Regions from separate parts of the Mus musculus genome. Here region 1 is linked to region 2. The links are chromatin contacts, called in public promoter capture Hi-C maps. All regions are on one chromosome and are shown on one strand. Each heading gives the region's core, a stretch centred on a gene start, on an enhancer-like site or on the middle of the called end of the contact. The rest is flanking DNA. Distances are from core to core; before and after follow the strand shown.

Evidence for each region. Promoter capture Hi-C pulls out the DNA fragments that hold promoters and counts their contacts.
Region 1: a promoter capture Hi-C map of embryonic stem cells shows a contact between it and region 2, with 3 times the contacts expected there. The contact joins the promoter of Serpinb9 here to the enhancer-like site in region 2. A contact is called at or near these places in 3 of 39 promoter capture datasets (cranial neural crest, embryonic stem cells and second pharyngeal arch cranial neural crest).

What each region holds. Positions count from the first base shown.
Region 1 is chr13:33,002,810-33,007,663 of GRCm38.p6, reverse strand. It overlaps Serpinb9 (serine (or cysteine) peptidase inhibitor, clade B, member 9), which reads right to left and starts at 3,123. Exons shown (of 7, transcript NM_009256.3): 1 at 2,969-3,123; 2 at 954-1,131. The coding sequence starts at 1,121. Gm36181 (a long non-coding RNA gene) reads left to right here and starts at 1,857. Exons shown (of 3, transcript XR_382177.2): 1 at 1,857-2,069; 2 at 4,713-4,809.
Region 2 is chr13:33,987,423-33,992,326 of GRCm38.p6, reverse strand. Nqo2 (N-ribosyldihydronicotinamide quinone reductase 2) reads right to left here. Exons shown (of 7, transcript NM_001163241.1): 7 at 3,862-4,904. It also overlaps a transcript of Serpinb6a not described here. Among named protein-coding and RNA genes, the nearest start is that of Ripk1, 12 kb to the left of the region's middle. Within about 2 kb of position 2,311, at least 1 of the 459 cell types and tissues checked has an H3K27ac peak or open chromatin away from gene starts, as enhancers often do. A contact at or near this core is called in embryonic stem cells, where this site is marked.

The DNA of each region.
Region 1 (4,854 bases), core at 1,874-4,373, 990 kb after region 2:
TTGATTAGTGAACCTGAACCTAGAAAAGACCATGAGGACCAATTAGGGAGAAGCCTCTCTACACATGCATGGCCTCGTGGACTATGTTTGGAGATGACGAGACCGAGCACTTACACCCGAAAGGATCTTCATGAGAAAGAAAGTCCTGGCAGACCACAGAGCAACAGTGATGACTTCCCACTGTGAAGCTGAATGCTGACAATTTGTTTCTGTTTTTGTTTGTTTGTTTGCTTGCTTGCTTTTTTTCTCAGACAAATGGCTCCTGCCTGTTCAGGAACGCTGTGAGGTCAGGAACCCATTCCTAATTTGGAATGCTCTCAGGATGCTTGTCAAAAAGTAATGAACCCAATGTCCAGTTAGGACATGGACTAGCTCCACACATTTGCCCCCTTCAGTATTTTAGCTGAAGCAAGGCATATTAGACAAAATAAAGAGAAGGAATTATCTTTCCTTGCAAACAATTAATTACAAAGACTGTTGCTCTAAAAAATAAAATAGATCCCAGCAAACTCTCTTTCAAATAATTTAAACATCTTTTTATTTTCTCAAATTGCAGTACTTGAGACTGTACCTAAGTTATAACCCTAAGACCTTCCCTCCATCTTTTTTTTTTAACGTCTTAATTTTTCTAGAACTAATTTGCCCAGGGTAGTCTCAGACTTGGTATCTTCATATCTCAGTCTCCTTAGTAGCTGTAATTAAAGGCCTGTAACACCAAGTATAGTATAAAATTATTCATGCACCACTGTTAATTAGATTCTAGACAATGTACTGAGAGTCACCCCAAGTTATGACTCAGGAAATCTCATTGCCCTTAAAGAAGTCTTATTGGAGGAGACTCTGTCCTTCCTCTTTAGCCCCTGCCCCATGAAACAGTGTGTGCACATTCCTTCTGTCCCTTCTCAGCAGTTCTTATGCATGTGACTCGGGTGTGACTATGACAGAGAACATACCTGAGATATCTGGACTGCCGTCTGTCCCTTTGCACCCAAGAGAACCATAGCTAGAGCAGAGGAGATGCTCGCAGGAGAATAACATACATTTTTGGAAGGGTTGCTTTGACATAGCATCTTCAAAAGATGGATGGCAAAGGTGCCATTTCCTTCAGACAGAGTATTCATGATGCAGAGTCTGGAGGGAAAGGAGATATAAAAATCAACGTAGAGCTGAAGGTTCATTGTTCTCAGGCAGGGAAATCTGGGACTCTGTTTCTGGTTGTCATTTCAAAGGTCATAGGTACCTTAAATTAGATTTCAAAAATTCATTCTAGATTACAGTCCTTCCAATTTTAAGGTTATTAGCTAAGTGTGGTCATTGCAGCAAACCAAACTAGCTTCTTCTCATCTGCACAGGGAGAACGCAAGATCATCAGGAGCACAAACACAAAACACAGCAGAGAGAGGTGGTATTCAGCCTTCTCCCATACAGACCAACGCCTCTCTTCTGAAGACAATAGAGTTTGAAGAAGGAAGAAGAGGAAACGAAGAAGAAAACAACCAGGAACATTGGGTCCTCTTGCCTGACTCAGCAACTCTGTATCCTGGACGCTGCCTGTGAAGACTCCTGTGTTACCCATGAAGAATTAGACAGTATCCTCCCCACTTTCGAGATGCTACAGAAAAGACACTGAGATGCTAAATGAGACCCAAAGACAAGCTAGCATTATTACTGTGTTGTGTATTGGGGAGCATTCCCCTGCAGTAGCTGCTCAGAGGACCTTGCATCAGCTGCAGGCACCCTGGCTGCTTTTCTACTGATTATGACTCATCTTCCAGATGGATGGACAGCTTGGCCCAGACTAAGTGACTGCTCCTGACACTTTAACCCAGTTCTGAGTCCCTGTGCATCCCATGGCTGTGCTCTCACTGTTCCAGGGTTCACCTTTGAACCCTCACATATGTTCAGAGTGCTTCCTACTGAGTTAACATGCAGATCACATAGCCTAGGGAGCATCAGAACACTCAAACCACACTTCTTCCCATTCCTCAGACAGAGGGACACAGCAACCTGAGAGTGTACTCGGATCCTCTGGCTCCTCCCCTTATGACTTCCAGGGCTCTGGAGGAAAGGTGGGGCTGCTTTATTTCAAAGACTTACTCTCTGGCTAGTCCTCTCATCTAACCCAGCTTGCCCCCTTCTCCTGCATTCCTGCCCTTATGTCACTTTAAAGTTGCTTCTGAGTCCTTGAAGTGCAGTTTATTTCACCTAGAACATTCCCTACCCCATCCCTGTCACTGAGTTCAAACTACTCCCCTTTCCCAACTTCATTGGAACAGGACAGCCTCAGGGCCTCTGCTCTCCTTCCCTAGTGCAGCTTCCCCACCCCAGGTCTGCTCTTAAGTGTCACCTTTCTCTTAAGTGTCACCTTTCTCTTACTGATTGCTGTCCTTTCTACTCCATATTCTGGAGCTCTCTGAAGGTAAGGGGGATGTCTGGCACTCTAATAGTAAGCATACTCAAATAAAGGGGTATTTGATTTCTCAGATAAAGTTATCAAAGATATGATCACTGTCAGCATGGAGTGAATTATTTTATAAATGAGAATGAGCAGTGCTCAAATTTGTACCAGAGACCCCAGATGTTTAAAGGGTCCGGAAGTAAGAGAGGGATTACTTTGCAAGATCCACAGGGAGAAGACAGAGGCTTTCAAATTGCCTAGGTGGTAAGGACTGATAGAAAGCATAAAAAGATACCAGTGGAGAGGCCGCCAATATCCTGCAGTCCCCAGGCCTGGCTCAGGAGGAGCCAACACAGCTTAGAAACCAGCCCTAAGATCTGCATCTCTGCCATTGGCCAGCTGGAGATCCTAAAGGAGTCACCATTTAAAAAGCTCATCAGACATTACCTCCCAGCTGTCTCTTTCCCTAACTAAGCAGTCTTGTTTTCCCTCCTGGACTCAGCCTATGCCTTGTAAACATGACCTCTGCGGGTCCCACAGCGCCACCCCGAGCCAGATGCCCGCACCTACCACAGTTGCGGCTTCTCAATCCAGCGTTTGCAGCCTTGATGCTCCCAGTAGGCTTTCAGAGCTGCCTGTACAAGGCAGGGACTTCTGGTTTTGTGCTCCTGCTCAGGGGCGGGGAGACAGGCTGCTTCTGGCTCTGGCGACCACAGCAGGAAGAGGATGAGTGGGGGTTGGGAAAAAACTGGGTCCTTAGAGAAAGTGAAAGTAGCAGGAGTTTTCGCTGTGCACCAAGGGAGAATGTCAGGGATTTTAATAAAACTCTGGGCCTGCGGGGTGGCAAGTGGTAGATGTGAAGGGTGCCCCGTGTCTAAATCCATTTCCACACACCCAGCCTCCTCTCCTGGCAAACACTAACCCATTTTCTGGCTTTTTTAACCAGTCATGAGCACTTTGTTTAAACAGAGTATGCAATCATGTGTGTGGTCTTTTGCTAAACAGATGTTTCTGAGGCTCAGCCTTAAGTGTTCAAGGTGGCAGTGACCGGGGCACAGGCGACAGGCTTGCCACACGATGTGAGCTGTGGGCATTGGAATATGTTTAAAAAAAAAAAAAAAAAAAAAAAACTCAACTCAAGTGAAACCACCATTCTTGACTTTGCCAGAGAAAGAAATTTCTGAAAGAGATCGTATGAGATGGAGTTGGATTTATTGAGAAGCAAACACAAATATATTTTTAAAAAGTAATACAGAAAGGGAAGAAAAGTAGGAAAAGAGAGAATGAGACACACCTAAGCATGCAGGGCTCTCAAGACGAGCATGGCTGCAGTGACTCAGCAGTAGCCTCATGTGTGGCTTTGGTGGCTCTCAGATGCTACATCTTACAAAGTTGCTGAGAAAACCTCATTCTCCTTTGTAGTTAATAGAGATTCAGTATTTCTTTGTTCAGTTATTTAAGGACAAGCTTTTAAAATGACAAAGAATGAAACTATACGAGGCCAAACGCATAAGTAGAACTTCAACATAGGAAGCCTTGGTGGGAAACAGGAAAGAACATTAGGAAGACTTCTCAGACACAGGAGAGGCTCACCCTGTCTATAGGATGAGTCACCCATTTTGCTAACCTTGAGAGTCCATTCAATTTTAAACCCTGTGGTATACTCAATCTAGAAAGCTTTCTTTCCCACGTGTTCTCCTTGTGGCTCATGGCTTTTCTCCAATCTCTTCTTCCCTGAAGCTTGCTGTGTTGCTTTTTGGCTTCTCCAAGGTGCTCATCCTCTCAGCTCCATTTTCCACAAGAATCTCCTCACACCACTCTCCTCTAACCCCTGACCCAGCAGGAAGTGACAGCAGCTGCAGGACCTTTAGCTCCTGGCTTTCTTGATCATCTTGCTTGAGGCAAGGTTTGGCTTCCTTACCTGCAACATCTGCTTCCTCACCCTCTGTCCTCCACCAGCAGGAGGAGATCCAACCTCCTGTCCCTTTAGGTTACCGTATTTTCTCTCCTTTGATCAACAGCCAGTCTGACCACCTCCTGTCTTAACTTTTGTTCTTGGGGTCACTTTCCCCCTGATCCCACGTCACTGAAGCAGCTGGCCCACTGCTATCTTCCTCTTTGTCCTTGTATCTTTTTTTTTTTTTAATTAGGTATTTTCCTCATTTACGCAGTATCTCCTTTCTGTTCTGCTTCTCCTTCCTCACCCCAGCTCCATCTCATTCAACAATGAACCAACTTATTTTTTTATTCTTGGCTAGAATGTTCTAGCCTTTTATCTACTCACTCACCCCCCAATTTGGTTTTCTGGATGTAGTCTATTACTACATGGACCTGCCCTTGAAAACAGCACCCACTCTACAGAGCACAGGTCCCACAGCAATACGCTTCTCCATGGACTTCGTCTCCCTTAAGTAAGTTATTGTGATCATTCTCAGTGCACTTCCTGCTTGATGGCA
Region 2 (4,904 bases), core at 1,062-3,561:
CATTAATTTTATGGGGCCACATCTATATGTAGACTATTATAAAAGAAATGTTGCTATACCCAGCATATCTGTATTTCTATGATTTATTCTTTTCCATATTTACCCTTTCTTGTTTTTTGCCCCACCATTGCATATCATGTGCCTTCAGTTTATCTTATTTATTCCCTTCTGTCTTAGGGTTTTACTGCTGTGAATAGATACCATGACCAAGGCAACTCTTATAAGGACAACTTTTAATTGGGGCTGGCTTACAGGTTCAAAGGTTCAGTCCATTATCATCAAGGCAGGAGTTTGGCAGCATCTAGGAAGGCATGGTGCAGGGGGAACTGAGAGTTCTACATCTTCATCTGAAGACAAACAGGGTGAGACTGGCCTCCCATGCCAGCAGTGACACACCTACTACAAGGCCACACCTCCTAATAGTGCCACTCCCTGGGCCAAGCATATATAACCATACCCATCTCTCCTGCTTTCTTTTTTCCTTTCTTCCCTGCTTTTCTCCCCTTTTCACCCCTCTCTTTCTGCTTTTGCTATTTGTGACAGGGTCTCATGTAGCATAGGCTGGCCCTGAAATTACTATGTAGCTAAAGCTGACCTTGAATTCCTGGTCCTTTGCCTCCTAAATACTAGATTCACAAATACATGCCATCATATCTGTCAGTTTTCTTCCATTCTTACTTTCTTTTGGGCAATTGGATTAAAAAAAAATTCTATTTTCTCCTCTGCTAAGTTGGCCATTAGCTTCTATTTTAGATAACTCTAGTAACCTGAATATATACATGCCACTTGAAGTGGCTGTTTTTATTTTAGATTATGCCATTTTACACATTATTTCCTGAGTATTATCACTGCAATCCCTTGCCTCAGCTACCACACTGAATTGGACAATATTATAATAATTTCATACTAAATTATTTGTGTAGGGTTAATACATTCCCCACTGTCCTTGTTCCCCATGTCCTCTGCATTTCACTCTATCATTTCTTATATTATTGCCCTTCTGAAAGACATATACTCTTAAGAAATTTCTTTAGTAATGTATGTTCATTGAAAACTGTCTCATTTTAATCTGTTAAATGTCTGAATTTTTCTCTTAAGGTCTATATCTGGTTTTTCATTTTTGCAGTCATTTTCATGTTTCCTGTGTGTTGGATGGCTTCACTGTGCTATGTCTAATAGTTGTTTTTATTTGTGCTGCTTGATCCATGTGGTATTTATTAAACTTGACAACCAATTAATGTTTTCTATAACATTTATGTCTTCTTTCCTCAATTTGCCATGCCTCTAATTTTTGTAGTTTTCATTTCTCTTCTTACTTGGTCAGATGTTTGTGGGGGAAGGGTGGTGGTGGTGGTGAACTTGCTTCTGTGGAGGCCTAAGGTTAACTGTTGGGATGGCTTCCTCAGTCACTTACTTTTTGAGACATGCTCTGTCACTGAACTTGGCACATGACCTTTTGGTTGGAAGGGCTGGACAGCAAAGGCTGGGATCTGTTTGTCTCTACTCTCTAGCACTGGGGTTCCAAGCACATACCCAGTTTTTTGGGTGTTTGCTCAAGACCCAAACTCAGATTCCCATGCTGGCACAGTAAGCACTTTAACCACAAAGTCCTCCATCTATCTAGCATCTGTTCAGTTCTTTTTAGCTCATTAATTCTCTCACCTGTGTGCCTACTAGTTTACCTGGCCAGTGTTTAATTTCAACCTTTATGTATTTCAACTCTGAAAGATGTATTACTTTGAAGTTTGCTCACTTTTGAATGTGTGTAAACACTTTATATGTGTTTATTTATGTGATATGTCTCATATTGCCACTATGTGAAACTCATGAGTGACTTGTGTTTAGTCAAAGTCATGTTTTACTTCTTTTTGTGCTTGGTGATTTTGGAAGGTTTATAGGAAGCTCATCTTAGCACTAGAAAATGCCTGTAGTTAGGGAATGATGTTTCTCTTCAGAAGGAATTTATGATCTTTATTTCCTATACCAAAGATTGATCTCATTGATTCATTTGAGGCCACTTCTTTTAAAATTCTTCTGACATTGTAGATGTGGATGCCATAGGTTCAAGCCAAGATTTTATGGTATAGGTCAGGATTTTTTTCTCATTCAAAACTAAGACAGAGATAGCCTGTTTACTATTAAAGACAGAATTTTCTACCTTTTCACAAGGGTGGGCCTTTATAAATGGTCTCTTTTGTTTTTTGTTTGTATATGCAAATATTTTTCTTTTGTTAAGATAAGATCTCCCTAATGTAACCCAGGCTTGCTAGAACCTACTTTGGAAAGAGGCTTGATTGGAGTGAACACAGCAGTCCTCCTGTCTCTACAGCCAAGTGCTGGAATTATAGGGGTGTTACCAACTCCTTAACAAGGCCTGAGTATCTGCTCACATCGCACCTGTAATGTAGTTAGTTTGACTCCGTTTGTCCAGTTGCTGCTGTAAACACGAGGCCAGAGCAGCCCGAGGTGCCACACTTGCCTATCACTCTGCTGTAAGTGACTAGTTTTGCCGTTGAGATATGCTTTCCCACTTCCCTACTTTTTCATTTTAGTAATGCATTTAGATTAGTGTTCATAGTGGTTTATCTGATAGAAGTTTTGCTGCCATAGGAGAGCATTTGTAGAATAACTTGTCTACTAAAGTGTGGGGAAGGGGGGCTCAGTCTTAGCAAGGTTTAATCTCAGCTAGGTACCCATTATGGTGGTTTGAATAAGAATGGACCCCATATGCGTATATTTGAATGTTTAGGGAGTGACATAAGGAGGTCTGGCTTTGCTGGGGTAGATGTGGCCTTGTTGGAGGAAGTGTGTCACTGTGGGTGGGCTTTGGAGTTTCAAAAGCCTAGCCTAGTCCCAGTGGTTTTCTCTCTGCCAGTTGCTGGCAGATCCAGATGTAGAATTCTCAGTTACTTCTCAGCATTGTGTCTACTTGCATGTCACCATGTCACCGTGCATCCCACCATGACAATAATGGCCTAAACCTTTAAAATTGTAAGCAAGCCCCAGTTAAATGTTTTCTTTAAGAATTATGGTAAGGGGCCTGGAGAGGTGGCTCGGGGGTTAAAAAGCTCTTGCTGCACTGGAGGGTACCAGATGCCACGGAAGTGAGAGGCTCCCAGGACCCAAGGGGGATGACTTTTGCCAAAATTTGAAATGCACAGTGAAGGGAACCTGTAGAGACCACTTCTAGTAGATAGGCATAGCCCCAGTCAAGGCATGGGGCCACCCACTCATCTCAGAATTTTTAACCCAGAAATGTTTCTGTCCAAAGGAAAGACAGGGACAAAAAATAAAGCAAGACTAAAGGAAGGGCCATCTAGGGACCTCCCCACCTGGGCATCCATTCTGTCTGCAGACACCAAACCAGACACTGTTGCTGTTGCTAAAAGGTGCACGCTGACAGGAACCTGGTGTGGCTGTTCCCTGGGAGGTTCTGCCAGCATCTGACCAATGCAAATGTGGATGCTTAGAGCCAATCATCAGACTGAGCTCAGGGACCCTAGTGGGGGAGCTGACAGAAAGACTGGAGGAGCGGAGGGGGATTGCAACCCCATAGGAAGAACAGTGTTGGCTGGCTGGACCACCCAGTGCTCCCAGGGACTAGACCACCAACCAAGGAGTATACAGGGAGGGAATCCATGACTCCATATACATATGTAGCAGAGGATGGCCTTGTCTGACATCAATGGGAGGGGAGGCTCTTGGTCCTGTGGAGGTTTGATGCCTCAGCATAGGGGGATGCTGGGGTGGTGTGATGGGAGTGGGTGGGTGGTGGGGGAGCACCCTCACAGAGGCAAAGGGGAGGGGAGAGAGGGCTGATGGGGGTGTTGTGGAGGGGTAACCAGGAAGGGGATATCATTTGAGATATAAATGAGAGGAATGATTTAATAAAAATAAAATTTTAATAACAATAATAAAGAAGAGAGCACTGGCTGCAATTCCAGAGGACTTGGGTTCAATTCCCAGTACCCACCCGTCAGCTCACAACTGTCTGTAATTCCTGTTCTAGGGAGATCTGACACCCTCACACATGCAATCAAGACACCAATGTACATAAAAATAAATTATTAAGAAAAAGAAAAGGAATTGCTGTGGTCATGGTGTCTTCACAGCAATAGAAATCTACTAAGACAACTAGCAAAAGAATCTCTGACTCACAAAGCATCAGGCTATTACTGAGCAGGGAGTTTTTTTTTCTTGTTGTGAGCTTCTGAAATGTGTTTGTTCAGGGTTTCTGAGCAGCCCAGAGAAGAGCTCCAGAAAAGGGTATCGTGATGTGACCCTAAAAAAGTCACTTTACCTCTGTCTCAGTTACCCACCTGTAAAATGAAGATAATCATAAAACCTTCCTGAAGACTGTTAGCACATGCTTAGAAGAAACTTTCACACACACCCCAGGTCTGTACCAGGACTTTGGGATCCCAAGCTGTTTTCAAGCTGTTTCTGAGGCTCAAGAAGCTAGTTTATTAGCTTTACATTGCTGAGACCAAAATATCTAAGAGAAAAAACTTAGAGGTGAAAAGTTTATTTTAGCTCACAGTTTCAGCCCATTGAGAGCTATTCATATCATCTTGGAGAGGAAGAAAAGGGAATTCCTGAAGAGGTTAGGGCAAGATATAGTTCCCACGGACGTGCTTGTGTCCTGCTTCTTCCAGCTAGGCCTCACATCCTAACTTTCAACACTTCCCAATAATGGTGTCATACAAATCTATTAAAAGGCTAATCTATTGGTTAGGGACAGCCTCCTGATCCAGTTGTCATTAGAAATGCTCTCAGACACATCAGAGATCTGCTCCACTAGTCTCTTAAGCACTGTTCATCCAATCAAGCTACCTAGCACAGTTACATATGCCAGAACTGCAGACACACTGTCTTCTAGCTTGTTAGGTGGTATAATAATGGAA